2 separate regions of the Zea mays genome follow, and region 2 is linked to region 1. A link is a contact called in public Hi-C data. All regions are on one chromosome and are shown on one strand. The core of a region is the stretch at or near the end of the contact, and the rest is flanking DNA. Distances in the headings are between cores, read along the strand shown. Region 1 holds the start of LOC103635629 (beta-galactosidase 7). Region 2 holds the start of LOC100274560 (Mediator of RNA polymerase II transcription subunit 27).

The links. Hi-C and Micro-C count contacts between places; a contact is called where the count stands out from the background.
Region 2: a Hi-C map of leaf shows a contact between it and region 1, with 8 times the contacts expected there. The contact joins the promoter of LOC100274560 here to the promoter of LOC103635629 in region 1. A contact is called at or near these places in 4 of 25 Hi-C or Micro-C datasets (ear, leaf and tassel).

The regions. Positions count from the first base shown.
Region 1 is chr8:104,140,017-104,146,159 of Zm-B73-REFERENCE-NAM-5.0, forward strand. LOC103635629 (beta-galactosidase 7) reads left to right here and starts at 2,414. Exons shown (of 21, transcript XR_002264432.3): 1 at 2,414-2,844; 2 at 4,572-4,667; 3 at 4,769-4,881; 4 at 5,050-5,116; 5 at 5,336-5,428; 6 at 5,495-5,638; 7 at 5,730-5,824; 8 at 5,910-6,018; 9 at 6,124-6,143.
Region 2 is chr8:104,392,327-104,398,469 of Zm-B73-REFERENCE-NAM-5.0, forward strand. LOC100274560 (Mediator of RNA polymerase II transcription subunit 27) reads left to right here and starts at 2,263. Exons shown (of 8, transcript NM_001360614.1): 1 at 2,263-2,310; 2 at 2,391-2,760; 3 at 5,950-6,111. The coding sequence starts at 2,432.

The DNA.
Region 1 (6,143 bases), core at 1,164-3,663:
ATATATAGCTATGATCGGTGTTGTTTGAGCCTTTACACTACTTGTCATTGAGGAGAGGTGGTGGCTTATATTGCCTCTTGTGCTATAGTTTGTCACCTAAGGATATGAGGTTTTAGCTAATGCACCAATACATGATTAATATGGGTTCAACCCAGCCAAAAACGGGATCCTGCAAAAATGGGCGAGATAGGCCCTCTCCTGTTTCCATCCTATTTCTAGATTTTTACGTAAATTCAAAAACATACATATCAAATTTAGAAAACGGTATAGGTTGAGGTGAGATTTTTACTCGTCTGCTTTCAACCATAGTGGTGTTGAGTACGATTATTCTCACTCAAACACCAAAATTGATTGATCAATCAAATCTCTATTTCATGTGTTTGAACATTAAACGTTACCGAGTATTTATAGGAAGCATCAAATTTGTTATAACATATATATACAACGTCTAAAATACCCTCGAGCTGTTTTGCTTATAATTATTCATTTATACGAGGGTTATCTAGGTATTTTGTCCTAGATACATATTGTCGGCTTATTCTCGGCACATAATCTCTATTTTAAACAACAATCTTATGTTCTTGAATGGTACACTTTAGAGGAATATTTATAGAGGACATCATCTTTGTTAACTATTTCTCATATAATGTCTAAAATACCACTAGATTAATTAGCAATTGATGATATTGCTGTATATATCTATGTGCATATTGTTTTGTTGTTGTTGTGGCTGGAAAGCTAAACGAGACAACTTAGAAAGACAACTTAGAAGCGAATCGAATCGAGATGACTCGTTCCTTGACGACACTACCGGAATTTGGCTCTTTGCCGAGTGCCATATTCTTTGCCGAGTGTTTTATTTCGGGCACTCGGCAAAGAGCTCTTTGCCGAGTGCCACGCAAAAAACCCTCGGTAAAAGAAAACACTCGGCGAAGAAGCTCTTTGCCGAGTGTTTTATTTTTGACACTCGGCAAAGAAACTTCTTTGCCGAGTGTCTTTTTTTGACACTCGGCAAAGGGCTCTTTGCCGAGTGTCACAAATACAACACTCGGCAAAGAGCTCTTTGCCGAGTGTTTTTTCTCCAACACTAGGCAAAGACAATTTAAAAATCACATTTTAAAGTAGTAAATTAATTTAAATGACAAAGTTTTCAACTACAAATTTGTATAACTCATCATGATGTACAATTTATATATTGAACATTTCTTCATATGACAAAATAAAAATAAATTTGTTCATAAAACATATATCTCTCTCGTAGTTTATGAAACTACGAGAGAGACATATAGAATTTGTGCATATTGTTAGAACCATCATCTGAGATAAACAAATTACCAAACAATCAAAATAAACTTTGTAGATCTTGAGAAGTTATAGAAGTTTATAGTTGACAACTTTTTCATTTGAAGTCATATTGGCAACGAAAACTATGTCTGAATTTAAAAAATTTAAAATTTGAATTTTGAAAACGACTTCGAAAGGAAAAACCACCAACATGGTTGTAGGTATTGAAGAGTTATGAAACTTTGTAGTTGACAATGTTTTAGTTTAAAATCATCTTGTTATGCAAACTATGTTTGAATTTTGAAATTTGAATTTTTCAAACTGTCTCGGATGGAAAAACCACCAAAATAAAAGTTGTAGGTCTTGAAATGTAATAAAACTTTGTAGTTGACAATTTTTTGATTTGAAATCATCTTATCATTGAAAATTTCGTGTGAAGTTTTTAAATTTAAAATTCAAATTTTATAAACGGTCTCGGATGTAGAAACTATTAAAATAAAACTTTTAGATCTCAAAAAGTTATACAACTTTATAGTTGGTCACATTTTCAAATGAACTTATTTAGTGCCTTAAATAATCAAATTACTCTCGATTTGTTATAGTACATGGGGAATGGAAACGTAATATAAACATAATTGGTGTAGTAGTGTAGTGGTATAGGAGGATATGCGCGAGAGAGAGGTTGCGAGTTCGAATCTCATCGTTTACAAAACATATAAGTTTGATTCAAAATAATAGTGAAAAATGATAGGGCAACGGGTAAGGTAATAGTGTAGGGTTGTAGAGTTGTTCCTATAATTTAAAAAATGTTTTGCTGTTTTTTTTTTAATTTTTTCGATTCTTAATTTGCCGAGTGTTTTTTTTTGCCGAGTGTCCGAAAAAAAAACACTCGGCAAAGAACCCTTTGCCGATGAAATCTTTGCCGAGTGTTCTTTGCCGAGTGTTACACTCGGCAAAGCTTTTGCCGAGTGTAAAATAGCCTTTGCCGAGTGTCTTAGACACTCGGCAGCAAAGAACACGATTCCGGTAGTGCGAGCAAGCTCGATATCCACTTCTACCCGTGAAACATTAGTTTATCCATGCTCGTGCCGCGAGTTATATAATGTGGCATAGCAAGGCAGCAGGAGATATGTGCGGGCACACCGGCCGGCCCCTGCCAGTCTGCCACCGATACTTGGCAAACGTGGCCGTTTCTGCTGCCTCCTCAGGTGTATAAGTAGCAGAGGAACACAATGCAAGCTAGGAGCGACTGCAAGGAACTAACTGGTCCGGGAGGTGCAGGCAGGAGAGGCGAGCTGACCGATCGATCACCAGGGGATACCGTACCGTGGCGTGGTGGGGGAGAGAGAGAGCGAGATGGCCGCGGCGGAGATAGTCGTCGTCGCCGTCGTGACCTTGCTTCTCGGGCTAACGTCGTGCATGGCAGAGAGTTCGGTATGGAGGGAGGAGGACCGGCGCGTCCGAGGAGAGGTGACGTACGAGCAGAGGGCCCTGGTGCTGGACGGCGCCAGGAGGATGCTGTTCGCCGGGGAGATGCACTACCCAAGGAGCACGCCGGAGGTAATAAATCTTGCTCAGTGTAGCTAGCTAGCTAGTGCTCTAATGAGATCGATCCATGCATGTCAGCTGATGCATGTATTATTGCTGTGTTTCGCTTTCGCCTCCCCGGGTATCTGACCTGAGTCGTCAGTCGTTTCGTTTGGTTGCGCCGCGTCGGCAACTCGGCGTGGCGTGCGTGTTCCACCGCCCTCCGCACCCGGTGGCTCATGCATGGGGCAAACGCTCGCGTCGCGCGCCGGCTCACGGTCACGGCTGCTGCCTGCTGCTGAACCGAACCGCCGGCCTGTGGCTAGTACTGTACGGCAACCGTTTCCCTAGTCCTGGTGGAAGTTGGAGCGGACGCGGCGGCAACTGGGAAGCGAGAATTATTAGAAACAAAAAGAAACGGCTGCTTGCGGTTGATAAGATTAGCTGGAACAACGCCATCGGTGAAGCCGTGACCCATCTGCCCCGCCTGCAAATTAAACTCTTCTCTCGTAGGCACATGTTATTCACTTGAGATTGTATCAGGTAAGCAGCTAACTAGCAAACTGGTCAGATACACGCTTTTCGCGCTTTTAGTTTCGAACGAAACAGGCACGAGATTGTGCCCTAATAAGCTAGTTGTCGACTTGGGTCGCGCGTGTTGCTGCATTCGTTTGTTTTGCGTGTGCGCGCTGCACATGCATGTGTACGCATATATAGGTCTAGGTCAAGATAAAATTAGGGTGAACACATCTTGGGTCTAGCCGTCTAGCTAGCGCGTGCACTTGTGCAGTGTCCAGTCCACGCAACATGCACAGAGTTTCGGGATGCTCACAGAGAGGTTTGCTGGTAGTAGTATATAGTAACGACGTGTTTAGCACTCAACTAGTACTAGCTAGCTGGCGGATACGAAGCGATATGAGAGACCCCAGGCCAGAGATCTATGCGGCATGGGATCTATCACTCAGCTCGTTTGCCAATTGTTTGCATTCCCTTGCGTTCTACTCTAATAATAGATCCTTCACTGACCTGACATATAATATTGCCAGTTACACAATCCCTCGTTTCATATAAAAGCCATACAAATGGCATGTTGGCATGTTCTTTCTGTGCTGTACACGCTCGTTTGGGAACGCGTCAGTATTTTATATTTTTGGTGTATTTAGTTGATATATATATATATATATATATATATATATAGGCAAGAATTAATACGTAATGCAAACAAAGGTAGGGGGTGTAGGGTAAACTTCAAATACAATAATAACATCGTGTTTGGTTTGAGACTTTGAGGAATATGGATGGTCCATCATCTTTCTCTTCACTTTTTTTGTTTGGTTCGTGGAATATAATGAGTTGATCCATCACCATTTCATCCATTGTAGGCTAACAATCAGTAATAATATAAGGAATAAGTCGATTCCACCAAATTTATGCAATAGACTTATGATGCACCACCTTGTCTAGAAATGGATTGATTCTTCAACCAAACACCGCCCCTAAACCGCTCATATTTCAATGAGAATTATCTCCACCGAACCTACTATTTCAAGATTTTCACTATACAAAGATGATTCGGTCCAAGAATGAGCGAGATCCAAACACCGCTCATATTTCTTTTTGTTTGGAATTCAAATTCTACATTCACTATCTATGACCCAGAACCTCAAAACGAGAACGACACCCAAAAAGGCCTAATTGGACTGCATGTTTCGGTTATACCTTTTTTTTTTTCTTCTTACACCGGTTGTCGAAAATTTCAGATGTGGCCAAAACTCATTGCTAAAGCAAAGGAGGGCGGGCTTGACGTGATACAGACCTACGTATTCTGGAACGTTCATGAGCCTATCCAGGGCCAGGTAGATGCTCTTCTCAGTTTCACATGAATGCTTAAATTATGAAAGCACATGAAAAATATCGTCCTAGCCAAATACGTACTAAGGGATGTGTAAATGGTCAGTACAACTTCGAGGGAAGATATGATCTTGTCAGGTTCATCAAGGAAATTCAAGCTCAGGGTCTCTACGTAAGCCTCAGGATCGGTCCCTTCATAGAGTCTGAATGGAAATATGGGTATGAATGAAGCAAATACTGATACAACATATATTCTCGCTGAACTAAAATATTTTAGAAAAAAAAACGTCGCAAAAAAAGCTTTAAAGAACTGTAAAATATCTAAGCAAAAATAAAAGTAGATATTACCTCAACAAATGCTGAATATCTTTTGTTTGGTCCATGCAGAGGATTTCCATTTTGGCTACATGATGTCCCAAACATTACCTTCCGAAGTGATAACGAACCCTTTAAGGTAAGTGAACTTGTGATAGGTGAATTCAGTTTTTAATCTCAGCAACCAGGCGAGTTGTGGTAGGTGAATTCAGATTTCTTTACAAAGACCAACCAAATAGTAGGGTTCCATTTACCAAGATCCAAAATTCCAAATGAAGCACTACTTTCATCAGTAATTTATCATTACAGAACATCATTTAAGGCACCATACTAAATTAATTATGTCTGATCTATGCAGCAACACATGCAAAGATTTGTTACAGATATAGTAAATATGATGAAACATGAAGGACTTTACTACCCACAAGGAGGTCCCATTATAACTTCTCAGGTCTGTAAAACAACAAGTTATCGGTTTTTGGCATGAACATCATCTAACTACAAAAATTATATGCAGATTGAGAACGAATACCAAATGGTTGAGCCTGCATTTGGCTCAAGTGGGCAACGTTACGTCAGTTGGGCAGCTGCAATGGCTGTAGACCTTCAAACAGGTGTTCCCTGGACGATGTGCAAGCAAAACGATGCTCCAGATCCAGTTGTCGGTATTCATTCCTATACTATTCCAGTTAACTTCCAAAATGATAGCAGAAAGTTCTAGCCAGTCTAAAAACAACTTATTACATGGTTAGATCAATACGTGCAACGGGCTTATTTGTGGAGAAACGTTTGTTGGACCAAACTCAGCTAACAAGCCTGCATTATGGACTGAAAATTGGACCTCGCGGTATATGTGCTGCAATATTTTCACTTGTTAGTTTTACAATTGGTGGAATACAACATGCTTAATGGTAGAATGTCCATGCATTCAGCTATCTTATATACGGCAACGATACAAAATTGAGGTCTCCACAAGATATCACCTTTGCAGTTGCATTATTTATAGCAAGGAAAAATGGAAGCTATGTGAGCTACTACATGGTACTAACTTCATAAAAAAGAACCGAATATTTCTCATAATTATCACTCAATATGTTTGTCATATCGTAATTGACTTTATCGTTTTGTCTACTAATTATGGTAAAGTATCACGGAGGAACAAACTT
Region 2 (6,143 bases), core at 1,013-3,512, 250 kb after region 1:
GATTTTCATAGTCAGGGTATTCAAAACCCAAGGCGTCCAGCACTCGGTTCAGTCTTCGCTTCGGACGGGTGCCGAAGGCCGCAATCATCAATTGATCTTCTTTTTTGGAGTAGTTGCCAAGTATTTCATTACACATCACTTCAATTGTATCCAGCCACTCTTGGCAAGGTGTTTTAAAGTACTTCTTAAACTTGAAATAGTAAGGTAAACACACAAGTTCACCTTCTTTCTTCTCCCCCTCTAGCTTCGGCATTTCCCATTCTTTCAAGCTAGGAAAAACTTTGAAAGCCAAAAACTCCTAAACCAGGTCCCTTGTACTGATATGCTCTGCAATAATTCTGAATTCATTCATTGCTTGTTGTGTTGGACCTTCGGGTGTCATGTTGCAGCGAGGTCGGGTTTCTCCGAAGATTAGTTCGAGTGGACTTTGCACAAGCTTCTCCTTGTCGTCATCAACCTTCACATAAAACCACTCCGACTTCCAGCCTGCTGCCCATTTGCTCCGGTAGCTGATTACAGGAAACTTTGTGGTTTTCCGATAGGCGAAATTATAGCAACCAAAATTGTCGTGCAATCCATCCTTTCTAGCCTTCGTCTGATAATGCAGCTCGTGAACCCGGCAAAAGCTGTCCGCAAATGGCTCCACTGCTTGGCTTCGGAGTGCCCAGATATAAACACTAAGCCTAACAATAGCGTTAGGAGTCAACTGATGAAAATAGATACCGAACCTCTTCAGTACCTCTGCAATAATTCCATGTAGGGGGAATCTTAATCCAGCCTTCAGAAAGCTTTTGAAAATAACAATTTCATCCTTCTCCAGCTTTGGGGTAGTCTCTTCTCCCCCAAAGCGTAATAGCTTCTTCTGATTTTCATTAAAAAAGCCCGACTTTACCATCTTGGAGAGATCAGCCTTCGAAACAGTAGACTTTCCGAAGTCCAAGTGGCTGGGCTTGCTTGGCATGGCAATGCGATAATCATCTTCGGGATCAGTTTCCTCAATATCTTCTTCTTCTGCTTCGGCAACTGCTTGTTCTGCTTGTTCCGCATCATCACTGGGGATCTGTTCCAAAGTTACCAGTCCCGATCTTCGCATCGCTTCGGAGATGGGAACAGTCTCCGAACCTTCAGCTTCGCCCCCCTCATGCTCAACCCTAGCGGTAGAATGTACTCTGGCCATTTAATTCTGAATTTGTGGAAATTAAATACTTTTTTCTTCCGAAGTTTTTTCTTTTGACGAAGCAGGCTTCAAGTTGGAGCTTCGTTCGATTCCGAGAGTCAAGCTTCGGCGATGGTTAAAAATTTTGGCAGCAGAACAGTGCAAATAGCAATGAATGCTGTGGTAACTTCACACCTACTCGTCTGTTTATATAGTACTGCAGGTAAGAAGGCGAAGCGCCAGGATTTTTACACCAGGCGGACACCCGCTTGCACTCGCTGCGCGGTGGACCGCAGGGACAAACAGTAACTCTGCAAGGTGGGACCACTACGCGCTGGGAAACTGAATCGTTTCTCGACAACGAGCTCAGAGAAGGTGTTTTTTAGACCTTCGGCTCCCCGAAGCCTAAGAGACTTTTTTCACGGATCAAGCTCGTTACGAAAAACGATCTAGCACCGCGAAAGGGGCTACTGTTGGGTCTATGCTTCGTCGCCGAAGGTCTTCTAGGAAGAAGCGGCTTTCGGCTGAAGCTGTTTATATGAGATGGCCGAAGGTTCCTCTTCATGAAGCTTCGGTATTACAAACCGACTTAAAGATAGAATGACCTTTTAATCCATAAAGGTCTGAGTCAACGTTGTAAACTTTTATGAGGGGCATAATTGTAATTCCTCACAGGTTGTGTCCTGTGCCTATAAATAGTGAACAATATTCCTTTACTGTTCACATACTCTTGTAATTGCAATCACATCATTCGGAAACCGATCTTTGCCAAGGCAGAGGTATAACTATACTTAATGATTCAATATACATTGATTAAATATAATATGATTTATTTATGTTTCATGTACCTTTTAATACTTTACATTCTATGTTATATAATCTATTGAATCACGATTATGAGGATTTAACCTTCGTAATCATATTTTTATCAACCTTCGTCCAAGGTTCATTATCCTCAAGGGAATAATGCTTCGTGGACGAAGGACGTTAATATTTAACATTCTATGTTGCCTTGTTCTTAAGGCAGAGCATTTGAGAACAAGTCCCCAACAGGCCCTATCCTCTCCCTCGCCCTAACCTCCCGTCAATCCGGCTACCTGACATCAGTCTCCTCTCATGTATTAAGCTTTGAAATGAGTCTCCTTAATTGACGAGTAATTTGGTTCTATACTCGATGCCCTATGATGCAATCCCCCGAATTGGGCTTACTACTTTAATTACTACACTTCTGCAGTTCTGGAATTCGGAGGCCTGGAATTCGGAGGCCCAGGAATCATGATGCAGCAGGCTCAGGCGCACACCTCGGCACTTGCGGGAGCGCCGTCGGCGTCGGCGGTGGCACCGACGGTGGCTCACCCGCACGATCCGGTGGGCGGGGATGCGCCGCCGAAGCAGGTGGCTCAGGCGATGGAGCGGCTGGGCCGTGCTGGCCGGTTCATCGCGGACATCCGGCTCGGCGCGGACCGCCTCCTCGAGGCTCTTTTCGTCTCCGGCGACGCGCCCCCGTACAGCGTGCGCCAGCACGTCGACAGGATGGAGCGTATTATCGTCAAGGAGGATGCCGCCATGCGCCTCCACTTTCAGGACCTACGCGCCCTCGGCAGGTATCAGCCCCCAGCATCTCCTCCGGCCACCCCCCACATTTCTCCCTATATATTTACTTTCTATTATATTTTACTTACATCACCCCAAAACTGTTTCACAACAATTACCAATTTCCTGAACATTATATTTTACCACATTTCTGCCGCCATGGGGGGAGCTTTGGGGAGAGCCGTTGGAGGGCTGTTTCACCCCAAAACTCCCCCTAGGTTAGGAATAGTTCGCCTGGCTTTCTATACAGAAAACTCGGTTGCCTTTTACTGACTGCAGACAAATATAAAATTTTACCGACAGCAACACTAACACTTCCTTTTGCTGATGAGAGATTCAACGTGGCACCTTTGATATTGTCTAACAAATGTTCAGGAAATTGGTAATTGTTGTCTGGAATTGCTTTGCTTTAGGTCTTGGGTAGGTCACTCTACATACTAAATATGTCATGGTTTTTTCAGTTATGCGGCTTATGCCGACTTTAATGTTATGCCAGAACTTGGACCTACTTTGTGGTTGTTGTTAGTTTTGGGGCTTAGGCTTACTGTTGTCTTATACAATGTTTAGGCTTTCGACGTTGAGGTACTGTGGAGATTGGACATCAGTGTTTCTATTTACACATGCTAACTGTCCTGTTGAGTGTGTACCTGTAATTTGGAATTGTTGGATGAATATCTTTTGCAAAATATATGTTGCCAAGATGGGTGAACTTGGTTCTATTTTGCATTTCTGGAACACATGTTACATTTCAACAGAACTACCGAACTGTGAAGTCTATAAAGCAGTAACAGATGAAATATTCGGGCAACTTAAGTTTCGAGAAAAAAATGGACTTAGGGGGTGTTTGTTTGAGATTATAATCTATCCAGATTATATAATCTAATAACTTTTGAACTAAGAGTTAGTTCAAAAATTGTTGGATTATATAATCTAGGTGGATTATAATCCCAAACAAACACCCCCTTACTAGGTTTTTGTAGGGGGAGAACTTACTAGTTATGGCTAGGCTAATACACAATCTTAACCATGACTCAGGATATTTTGAAGCCATGAAGAAATCTTCAGCCAACAGCCATATTAAATTTAGTTGAGCACGCCATTAGAAACACTTAAGTTGCCTTTTTTTGCCATTATTCTCCTAGTAAATTACTTCCTCAGATCGTGTATATAGGTCCATCTAGGTTTGTTCCAAGTCAACATTTTATATATGTATGTGCACTTCACAACTGTGTTTTCAAGTCGTCCGACTAATCGCGATTAGTCGCGATTAATCGGGCTAGTCGGTTAGCAGAGCTCGATTAGGCAGCCGACTCGACTAGAGTACCTGGTCGCCCTGGTCGTCCGACTAGTCGACGATTAGGGCCGATTAGTCGCTCGATTAGCCGGTTCTGGGCGACTAGGTTTAGGACCTAGGTTTTTTGATTTCCTGGCTTCGTGGGCTTTTTTGGCGGGCGGCCCGACTACAGGCAGTTGAAACGCCACACGCCAGCCGCCTCTACTGAAGATGGAACCTCAGCCGCCTGTTCTGTCTTCTCTTTATTTCCCTTTCCCTAATTCCCTACCTGCTCGGCGGCTGTTCTTGAGTTCTTGTTCTGGAATCCAGGCTTCCAAAGTCCACTGCTCCACTCCAGACTTCCAATCCAGCACGCGCGAATCCAGTTCACCGACGGACTCCAGACTTCATCCTTCATCCTTCAATCTCCAGCACGCGCGAATCCAGTTTTTTTCATCGGCATGAGTTCATCTTCTGGAGGTATTCTTTTGTGTAGTTCTGTTCTTCAATCTTCATCCTTCATCCTTCAATCATCCATCCTTGTATGTGCTGTCTTCTGTGTCATTCTGTAATAGTGTAATCTGGACTGGACTTCTGAATTTTTATTCTTGTACTCCATCAGTCCATCAGTCCATCCTTATTCCTTATTCTTGTACAGAGTTTGGTCGTCGCCATCAGGATAATGTTGAGGTGATCTTCCCAGAATCACAAGTTGTGGGCAGCGGTAATGAATTTCAGTTGGATGAAGATCTTCTTTAGGTAACTGGGTGGTAATGTGTGTTGTGTGGTACTGTTATGGTATCTGGGACTTGTAGTATTAATAACTAGTAAGTGTTTCTCTGCTGTTTTCACTTTTCAGTATTGCTGAATTCATGTCATGTTTACCCTATCCTTCATAATATAGTATATGAAGTTCATATATACTATATAGTTATATAATTATTTACTATATAGTATAATAGTATATATTATATAGTATATACATAGGTCCTGGTCTCCTGGATGAACAGGACGACCAGTAAACGACCAGGTCGACCAGAGCTCGATTAGTCGGACCTAGTCGACGACTAATCGAGATTAGTCGCTGGTCGGTCTCCCAGTTCGACTAGCTGGTCGAGCGACCAGAAAACATAGCTTCACAAGATTGGGATTACTCAGGTCCTGAGTTCGAATCTCAGTGGAAGCGAATTTTAGGGTGAGGTTAAAAAAGGTCACTCGCTGGTTTCCCTAGTTGTATGCACACGAGATGGACTGACCTATGGGGGCGGATCCTCGTGTAGGGGCTGGGAGGGCTCAAAGCACGAGTAAAGATCTAGCATATAGAGGGCTAACTCTCATGCTGCATGGGGGCAGCTTTTATAACCTTTCTCGGCTGGGGCTCCAATTGAGCTTCTTCTTAATATAATACCGTGATCGGTCTTTCCCCTTTTGGCCGGGTTTTTAAGATTGACATTACTAGATTCGTTTTGATAGTACTTTCATGGTATATAACCCTTTTCATATAATATAACTATATTTTGTAGATATTGCTAGTAAAAGTTCAAAAATGTCTTAGGACAAACCTAGATGGACTTGTATTTGTGATCAGAGGAAGTAGGTTCAGAATTAAGATGCTGAATGGTATCATTTTTCATTTTTTGGTCCATGGATAAATTGTATCTTTGCAGTTTTATCATACTCTCACTTTTATTGGTTCACTAGATGCACTACTATTTGTAGATTTTATGCATTTGTAATGAGAATTTAGTTTCGTTTTAAAACTTTCATGTAAAATGGAACTATTTCTATATCATTGCTAAGCATTTAAATTGCCAGGTTTTCTCGAGTTTTTTAGTCTAGATGTAGACTAGTGACTAACAAATATCTTGTCTTCCTTTTAGCCATTCTTTTCTGTCTGTGAATAATTCCCTGTTTTAATGTTAGGAAGGCAATTAGAGGAGTCTGGAGTTCTTAACGGGGCCCTTAAAGCTCAAGGCAATTCATGGGGCTTGCACATGCCACTCGTTTGTCCAGATGGTGCTGTTGTAGCTTATGCTTGGAAGCGTCAACTAGCAGGTCAGGCTGGTGCATCTGCTGTGGACAGGACTAGGTAAAATTCATTACTTGCATATTGTGTTGTCT